2 separate regions of the Rattus norvegicus genome follow, and region 1 is linked to region 2. Evidence: chromatin contacts called from public Hi-C data. All regions are on one chromosome and are shown on one strand. Each heading gives the region's core, a stretch centred on a gene start, on an enhancer-like site or on the middle of the called end of the contact. The rest is flanking DNA. Distances are from core to core; before and after follow the strand shown.

Region 1 (4,757 bases), core at 1,860-4,359, 170 kb after region 2:
AGAAGCCCACACAGTTCTGGAAGCTATAGGTCCAAATTAAAGGTGACAACAGGGTCTCATGGGAAGAAATATGCCACCAGGGGCATGACCTGAAGAGTATGTCTTTCCCCTTCCTCTGCTTTGTGGATGACATTATGTGAATACCCTTTCTCTGCCTCATAGTTCCTCTGCAATGCTTGTGTCTTGCCTTGTGCCTCACAGCAATGAAGCTAGTCAACCATGAACTGACACCCCTAAAAGTGAGCCCGGATAACCTTCCTCCTTCTGTTCTCACAGGCAATTTGTAACGGTGCTGGAAGGTTGGTTGCCACAATGACACAGAATTCCTCTCTGTCTCTTCTAGCACCGGGGCGGCTGGCGTGTCTCGGTTTGTACACATACCACTGCAGCCTCGGCTCCCCGGTCATACTTTCTTCCCATGTATCTCCCTTAGCAGCACACCGGTCATATTGGGTTAGTGGCTGCCCTCATTCAATGAGAACGTCATTTGACTTGATAACCCCCGTAAAGACTCCACTCTTAAGGTCATGTTCTGAGGCACTGAGGCTTAGGACTTGAACACGTGCTCCTGGGGGACTAATTGCATTGTTTTCTTTCTTTCTTTTTTTTTTTTGCATTGCTTTCAATGCAGCAATCATGTATGTTTATTCTAAAAATTTCGAAGAAAGTAAAAATGCTCTAAATTTCTCCTTTTCCAAAGCTCATGTTAACAGACTTTCTTTGCAAATATTTTTCAAGAATTTTTTGTTTTGTTTTCTTTAAGAAACCAAATTCTAGAATACAGATATTTGGAGATGTGTACCGTTTCCTTCAGATGACAATAAAGTTTGCTGTGATCCCTCTCATCTCTCCTCTCCCCTCGTCCTCCCTCCTTCTACCTTTCTCTGGGGCATACCATGCTAGGGAAACTACCTGCTTTGGATAGACATTTATAGACCACATGAAAAAATGTCCATTTTAACATATTTTATCAAATTGTTTTCACAAAGGACATATTAACTTTACTCTCACCAATAATATGTAAGCGTTCTAGTTTTTCCCTATAGATTAGAATTGCCAATAGAATATATAACTTTAAAACTTAAGATTTATGAATGTCTAAAAGCATGTTCTTCTAGAAATTCTAAATCTTCATTCTTCACTATTCTAAGGTAATGACTACAAACCCATAATTTTGTTTAACAGCTTAATAATTTTATTTTTATAAGTTTTTAGTCTATTTTCTTGGTGTTGAGGAGTAGACACAAGGTCGTATGTGTGATGAATGTATTCATCCTTAATCCTGACCCTTGAAGACTGTGGGTGGGGTGTAGAATTAAAATCCAGACCTTCTTTTACTACTTATTCTTTTACTACTTATTCTAAACATTTGGGTTAAGTGGGACTATAAATGGAGAAACTCAGTACATTCCTGTTCACCTTTTCAATAGATCAGGTTTCTTTAATAGAGAGCTGTCTATTACTTCACAGAACGAGCGTTCAGGAAGGCAAGGCTGATCTGACGGTGAGCAGCCTTTCAGCTTCAGTGTGCAGAGTTAATTGAATTTCTATACATTCTTGGTAAAACCACTTCCTTTCTCTCCTGAAAACAGACTATGGATTTTGGGAAAGTAAATGGCTTTGTACGGTTAACCCTGACTCTATTCTCATCAAGGGCAGCACTGATGAACATGGATCTTGCAAGCAGCAAAGACATCCAGTTCATTCGCAGACCATCTCAGAGCCTTTTAGAGTGGACTCTGAGTTAAGAACCCCTTGGAGAGGCAGTAATCACAATGTGATTTTAAAAAAAATAGTAAACAGCCTAAGCACAGACTGGGACAGCCTTTCCCCAGGGAAATTCTGTAAGGACACATGAGATGTTCCACATCACACAATGTCTTCAGATAAAATGAAGACAGTATTCCCAAGCATCTTCCCCCTGGCCTCCCAGAGACTCAAGACTGAGGAGCACCAGTCTTTACACGGTGTCCACTGGGTCAGTGAGTGATTCTACACCAACCCCTGTTCTAAGAGAGGCAGTGCCAATCAATGCCTTGTCTTGATGGATGTGAGTTTATGCCAGTGATTTGCTATTTAACTTCAGAGAGCAGCCTCCTCTTCCTTATCTCTTTACATAAGCAAATGAATACAAATTAAAGTTTTAATCTCAAACTGAAACGTCAATGGTATTTTCACTACAAGGAGTTTCATAATGGTCTCATTACCGTTCCTAAGTGTAACACACTGAGGCGTTTAAATAGCTGAATTGTACTACATATATTCTTTGAGAACAGGTACCCAGGTAACCATGGCAATTCTGTCTCGAGGCAGGATGGGAGTGGGGTGGGAAACCATTTCATTAATTGAAGGGAAGGGTTTGAAAAGGGAATTATCAAGCTGTAGATCAGAGAGAGGGAGAAAGAGAAGAAAAAATACCGTACATTTCAGTCTTGTTTTTGTCTCATTATTAAATTATGTAACCTAGAGAAACTCAAAATGATTTGAAAGGTTCAGAGAAATTACAAGATTAAATGACAGTGCCATTCTTAGCCTTTCTACATTATTTTCAAGGTTGACCTGTACCAGATTTTATTTAGTTGGGCTTTTATATGGTTTGCTTGGAACCTGATATATCCTGAGAAGACAGAATTGTGGCCAGTGACCCAAAAGGAAGACCCACATCAGTAAGAGAGCTCTGTGGACTCAGTTAGAGACTTGCATGTTTCAAGGTGTTAGTACCTGGGAAAACTGTTCATCAGTAAGGTTTTTTTCAACCCAGCATCCCTGCCTTCCTATCTCTTGATAATTATCAAGATTAAAAGAACATTTTTGTTGTTTTAAACAAAAGGCAAGGAGATATTGAAAGAAAGGTATCTTGGTGACATGCTGAGAAGAAATGTCAGATCTGGGTTTTCAGCTCAGCTTTCACTGTAGGGCTGCTGCGAACCAGCGTAGGATGGGCATCTGGGATTTCACTCAGTGTGCCCGTGCAGCTTGCAGCTTTGACAAACATGCCAGTGGGCAGTTTAGGATTTGTGAAAACCCAATTGCCCAAATAAACAATCTGACCTCTAAGGCAGGTAGGCTATACTTGTGGAATCTCTTTTCCAGTCAGGCCAACACAGAGCACTGTGGTGCCCCAGGTGACTCCCTCCCACCCCCAAAGAACATCTGATTCAGTGCTCTCTGCACAGTCGGCCATTGGGTAATGCAGGTAGAAAAAGAGACAATGTCAGGTGCAACTATTACCAAACAGGGAAGTCAAGACTCAAATACATTTTGTAGATTCATTCCTCCAAGGGTAAATCCACTTCTAGTCAGTCACTGGGACAGGCAACATTATTTACAGACCTCAGGAAAGCAACCTAAAACTGGGTGGATAATTATTAACCAAATGGATTTCATTTTAAAACAAACATTTCTTTCTGCCAAACAGATTTTTGTTTTGGAAAGCAGCTAACTCTGGAGAACGGGGCCAGAAATTGCCGTCTGCATTACAATAGCTCTTTGGGTGCTATCCAACTGCAGCATGCTCACCACCTTGCTCTGCTCGCAACCCAGAGGCTCTTGGTTACAGGGAGCTGCAGCTGCTGCTTATGGAGCTTCCAGGCTGCAGCACCTGCAGAGACAATGGTGAATGGGCTGTCAGAGGACCTGTTTTCTTAGGGTGCAGAGAACACTAAGGCAGGCACTCTCAGCTTTGTTATCATAGGTGACCCCTTGCCCGTGAGATCTCTGGGATAGGCAAGGCGTGTCATGTGGGCTTCTACCAGTAATGTTTAACTTAGACAAATATTGGCTCTGGGCAATGAATGAGGGTGACCAGAAGGCCGAGTGAGTGAAATTTCTCACATCTGGTTTGCTATGAGTTTATTTTTTTAAATCTCTTTAGTTTTTATTTAACTGTGTGAGTGTGTGTGTGTGTGTGTGTGTGTGTGTGTGTGTGTGTGTGTGTGTGCCTGCCATCAGTTCATGTTTAACATTTGTGGACATGTAACAGGGGAGGACAGAATAGGGTATCAGATCACAAGGAACTAGAATTATGTGGTTGTGAGCCACCTCATGGGTGCTCAGAAATGAACCCAGGCACTCTGTAAGAGCAGCACATGCTTTTAACCGTGGAGCCATCTCTCCAGCCCCCACCTTTTAGTTTTTGAGCCAACCCTGCTATTAGTCACAGGGACTCTATAAAGTGATTCATTGAGAAGCTTTTTTTTTATTCCAGTGTTCCATTTTCTAAACTGCAGCCACTTAAGCCACAGTCTTCCATAAAAGAACATACAATTAGCCCGTAGCTAGCGTGGCAGAACTCCCCCAAGTGCACATTTCAGCTTTCTGCTTGCTATACTAAAGTCAGATATAAATGCCCTTTTCTTTCCCTCAAAAGCATCTGTGGAGAATTTTACTTGGCATGTGGCAGGGAGTGATGCTTGAATCCTTGGCAATTTGTAGCTTCCTTTCCAGTTCTGGGATCTAAGTACCCAACGTACATTCTGGTAAAGTTTCCTATTTGAGACTTGGTATAATCTGTTGTGTTGCTTTTCAGACCCCAAAGGCTGTTTGCTTAGTCTTGGTGCATCTGATGACCGTAGGTATCTACTGCAAGTGGTGAGTATTTTTATTATCTGAAATCACAGTAGAGCCTCTAGGTCAAGAGATTAGGATTTGTCACTGTATGTGGCTAGATGCAGAGTTGTGTGGCATCTATACAACCATTTCCTAGGTCTGATTTGCATTGCAAATTAAGATGCTAACCAGAGGTCCTGAGGAAAGAA
Region 2 (5,157 bases), core at 1,182-3,681:
CCTACGCTGAAACATCAGAGGAACTTTTTCCTCCTCCTTCACACACACAGGAGGAGACATTGCCTCAGGCCATCTATACCTGGTATAGCGATGGCAGCTTTTTTTACATGAAGGAGCCTGGAGAGGTGGCTCAGTGGTTAAGAACACTGGGTGCTCTTCCAGAGGACCACAGTTCAATTCCCAGCACCCATAGTGGCTACTATTAAGTTACTGACAGTCTAAGGACCCTTACCAGGCAGGGCTAGGTGGCAGCCTGAATGTATGAAAGTTAGAGGATTCCAAGTTTTAAATGAAAGGCAAATGGTAACTGGAGACGTTTCAGAGAATTCAGTGATTTTGTGTATCAGTAGTACTTTCTGGAAAGGTAGAGCCAAAGACTGGAAGTAGCTGCAACTAAAATAGCATTTTCTACCCACGGAGACCTATAGGCTCCATCTGTGCATGTGACTTCTCAGCTGCTACCACGAAGAGGAAGTGGTTTGAATTAACACTAATCAACCTGATTCTCCTGGGGCACCCTGTACCTGTGAACCTCCAAGTCCTCCGTAAACAGCAGTTGAGCTTCCTTATCTCCAGAGGAGTGAGCTCTTGGAGTTTTTGCTTAAAACAAGCAGAGTCGTGGGGAAGAGGCTGTAATTATTAGTAGACCATGTGCCAGACGGAATAATTTTCAGCTCATGCTTGAAAAGGGCCAAATCACCTATAAGGCTCCAAGCTAGTTTGCATAACAGGGCTCTGTCACAAAGTCCCTCTGAGTGTTAAGTGAAGGGTGAGTGAATGGTTGTGAATGGAAAAGTAGCAAGGCAAGCTGTAGTGAATAAACGAATGCGCTCAGCAATTTTATTTGAATGCTTTTTTTTTTTTGCCAGAGAAACTCTAGCCTATGCACTGATGAGGTATGAACAAGTCCTTTCCTGCAGTCTGATCTGTACCAGTGAAAAATCTGAGAGCAGTCTCAATGTGTATTGATAAAGAGGGGTGTAACTAAATAGGTCTCAGTAGTTCTAATGAATCAGGCTGACCTACATGGGCTTTCATGGAGATCCAAGACACATTAGAGAAGAAAAAGCAAAGTGCATGGTCATGTGCTTGGTGTGCCATATGTGGTCACGTGAGGAAGCCCAAGCTTCTTCGATATTTCTTCCTTTAGGATATAGAGCTTGCTTGGTCTCCCTGCACATGTGGACTAGACTCGTTGATTCATTTCTAAGGAATAAAATATGGCAGAAAGAATAATGTGCTACTTCCAAGGTAGAGTCATAAAAAGGCGTTACATTGTGGTTTCCTTCATGATGGCCCATCTTTTCCTCTAGAGGCAGCCTGCCAAGAATAATCAAGAGGCCCTGAGCAGAGGCCTACATGGCAACCTAGATCCAGGAATGACAATTCCCTCCAAGAACTGTGCCCGTGAGCCATCATATAAGCTCATCTTCCTCCATGGTCCAAGCTGTTCAAGAATACAGTCCTTTCTTCTAGCCTGACTGCAGTCTCCAGAAAGGCCTTAGACTAATCACCCAGGGCTTAGTCATCCCTGGAATCCACACTCTCAAACAATGTGTGAGGTAAGAGATGTTTACTATTTCAAGACACTAAATTTTGTAGTAGTGACTGATTAATCAATAATGAATACATGATGTATATAAACACAAATTTATAAAGCTAAGAAGACCTACATACACAAAGGCACACGTGCAGAGAGTGGTTTGGAAGATGTGCAGAGGTAAGCACAGTTGGTTACCTCTGAGGAGGCAAGGCAGGGATGAAGATTAGATTGGTTCTAACTTTGTTGTGTGGCCTTCATTTTGGTATTATTGATGGAGTGTCAGATAATAAAAAAAAGGAACACACAGAATGTAAAATTGTACTTCATATTTCCTGGCAAAGGAGAAAAGGCTGGGGCGCAACTTTGATCATCTCCCAGAAAAAAGGTTGCCTAGCAAATTTGTTTAATCATAAACAGGGTTATCAGTGGGGCTCTCCTATCCACTTGGAGAAGCCAAATCCTGTCAGTCACCTTAAAAGTCACCTTAGCACAAGTCACAAACAATAAGTGATTATTTTTTATTCATGTTTCTTATCTCATGTTGAAGCAGGTCAAAGAGACCTTTATTTGAATAATGCCAATTGGCAACATTCTCATTTCCAAAGGGCATCTTAGTTCTTTTGAAAGTGACAAGGCCATTGAAATAGCCAAGTTATGTATTAACAGATTCTGGCTTTATCAGGTAGCTTAGAACTAAAGAGGTTATGTTTCAGGTAAGGTCGTAGACAAGGTCTTTTAAAATTTACTTTGTATTAGATTTCTTTTAGGTTTATGCTAAGCTCTTTTTCCATTTTGAGCCTGGGGTCTCCATCATGTAAAGGGAATATGAAACACCCTGTCTGTGGCTATAGTGGCTGCAGGCGCCAAAGCTTATGCATTTGCAGTGGAATTGGGTCCAGAGCTTAGCTTCGTGATACCTTCTGGGTGACTGACCAGAAATCCAATCACAGCACATTCATTTCAAAAATCCCTTTCATATATCAGTTAAAAGCAGCTTGTGCACTTAGATTTGCAAATCTCTGAACCAGGGTTGTGGAAACCAAGGGAAAGAAGAGATTCCTGTTCAGCTTCCGGGGTGACGGGAAGGATCAAACTCGAAGCAGTTCTTTTCCTTGACTACTGGGTAGATTTAACACTTCTGCAGAATCCTGAAGTGGCTTTTCTGTAACACTGGCCACTGCCCCAAGAAGTTCCAGAATAACACAGGGCATTTTATACCCCACTAAGTGCGTCAGCGTTTGTTCACTGCACCATGAATTGCAGAGGAATCTCTAGTTATCCTATCTGATGACGTCCTGATGGCCCTTAGCACCTGCAAGATGGCTCTGGTTTCCTGTCAGATGCAGACATACTAACTGATCCTGCCACTGGCCAGCTTTCTGGGCTTAGAAAAGAGTACATTACAGCGATTGTGATTGAATACACCACCATTGGGTGCTACAGTGCACTGTAGTGGATTTGATGTTTAAACATATTTCCCTGGGTTGCAGTGTGCATGAGTTTCTTTCATGAACTCAAATGTAAATACCAGTCTTTGTTGCAGGGAGACGGGAAGGCTGAGGGCAACTGTGGAGGCTTTAGAGGGACTCCTATACCCAAATCTCTAGGTGACCAACTATTTGCCTATTAAATGACCCAATATCTTTGTTTCCTCTTCTGAAAGGTGAGTCTGAGACTAATCATGAAGTGCTGTGTTTCCATGTGAATTAGACAGTGAATCTATGTTACATGGGGAGGCTGGGACATAGTTTGTGCTTGGTCACTGGATACTATGAGCGATTTGGAGAAGGACAGGACACGCGCATCATGTCTTCAGAGTGTTACACAGCTATCTGCTGGACACAGTGTTAGGCTCTTGGGATACATCAAATGTATGTTCTCTCCTCACAAGACTTCCATGATAGTGAAGGACGGAGATGAAACCCAATCAGAGACAACCTACTGAAGTGTTCCAGGGTGAGATGCAGAGGTAGAGTTAGCGGGAAGAACCCAGTGTGGAGAGTTTTCTTAAATTTTAGGATGTGAAAGTCCAGTCATCCAAAACATACAGAAAAGTGTGATTCTAGTAGAGGGAACAGCATGAGTGGATACCATTAAAGGGGAAATCGCTTCTTCAGTTTAGGGAAGTGAGGGACATTGCAGGGGGACAATGATCTGACAGGGAGAGAGATTGAGGGAGAACATGAAGTGTGAGATGAAGGGCTGCTGCCTTTTCCTGTGTGTAGAGGGACACAAGAATAAGTCAGAATGAACAAAAATAAGTGCAGGAGGCTGATGGAACTCACTCGTTGGAGAGACAGTGAGTGGGTGTCTCATTTGACTGCTCTAGAAGCATTTAAACTTAAATTTCCAAGCTACATTTAGGATAGGACAAGGCCTAATCCTGACTCTCTTCTCTGCCTATTCATCTATTTCTGGTTTCTGCCCTCTCCCACAGGAATTCTTCCTGCCCCTACCGCCAACAGAATAAAAGCCTAATGCTTCCTTCCCTAAAGCAGCCCTTTCAGTTTCTTCCTTAAGCCATCTGCTCTTTTATCTGCCAAACATTATTGATTTTATTCGAAAACTTTTAATTAGATGCTTTCAGGCAGAGGCTGAGTTAAGTATAGAAGCTTTGAGCTTCTCTCATACTCGGCAGCTGCAGTAAGACACAGGACCTCATGATCTAAGTTCATTATTGTCTCTATGTTGACGTCATCCTCTTTTCTTTCCATACACTGCTGTTCCAGGAAGCCCCAGAGCCTCAGAGCCATGAAATAAACATTGCTTCTCAGAAGAAATCTTTCGCGAGATTTTCCATGTGTGATTAGATACTGGAAAGGCCATGAGAATGAACAACTGACTTCCCTTCGGTTGGCTGACTTCACCTGAAGATTCCCAAAAGCTTCAGAGACACTAATTAAGTTAGCCCTGTGAAACTCAAGGAAAAGGGACTTAGTCAATGCAGAAAACTAAACTGAGTTTAAGGGCACTTTAGGAGCAGAAAGTCAGTCAATCAACAATGGCACTGATCGCTTCAGAGCCATTCACAATTCACTCAAGCTCCTCTTTGGGCTAGAGAAGTTTTACTTATCCCACAGTACCCTGCTGCGATCACCTCTATCAGGGTCCTGTTTCCTCCATCTTCCAGTCTTCACAGTAAACATTCCAAGTGTGGATCATATAATCCTTCCTAAACCTTTAGTCTCATCTTTTTCTTCATAGATTTCAGTTTCTGTGGTTACACTGAGAACAGGCACAAACAGACCATTTAAGTGTCTTCTGAACATACTCAATAGCTTGGCATGTGGTAGAGGCTTAATATGTATTTATTTAGACTAGCAGGATTCTTTCCTTAGTCTTCAAAGTAGACCTCATTAAGTATGGCTGAAGATCCATTATTTTATCGTTTAGCACTAAAATGGTTTAAGAAAATTATAGGATAAGGCTTTCTTCACCTGCTCTAATTTTGCATAAGGCATGAAGATTAGAATACTGAAGGTCTCATAAGTAGTGTTGATCCAAATCATGCTGAACAAAATTGGTCATTTTTCACACATATATTCATATACTTCATTCATATTTTCTCTCCCCATAGTCTTCTGACCCTCCACTGGTTTCTTTACTCATTCCAA

What was found. Hi-C and Micro-C count contacts between places; a contact is called where the count stands out from the background.
Region 1: a contact with region 2 is called in a Hi-C map of liver, with 3 times the contacts expected there. The contact joins two enhancer-like sites. A contact is called at or near these places in 2 of 12 Hi-C or Micro-C datasets (kidney and liver).

What each region holds. Positions count from the first base shown.
Region 1 is chr18:35,224,237-35,228,993 of GRCr8, forward strand. It overlaps a transcript of Ppp2r2b not described here. Among named protein-coding and RNA genes, the nearest start is that of Ppp2r2b, 62 kb to the left of the region's middle. Within about 2 kb of position 3,110, at least 14 of the 93 cell types and tissues checked have an H3K27ac peak or open chromatin away from gene starts, as enhancers often do. A contact at or near this core is called in liver, where this site is marked.
Region 2 is chr18:35,059,085-35,064,241 of GRCr8, forward strand. The region is part of intron 1 of Ppp2r2b (protein phosphatase 2, regulatory subunit B, beta); the gene reads right to left. Among named protein-coding and RNA genes, the nearest start is that of Ppp2r2b, 100 kb to the right of the region's middle. Within about 2 kb of position 2,432, at least 2 of the 93 cell types and tissues checked have an H3K27ac peak or open chromatin away from gene starts, as enhancers often do. A contact at or near this core is called in liver, where this site is marked.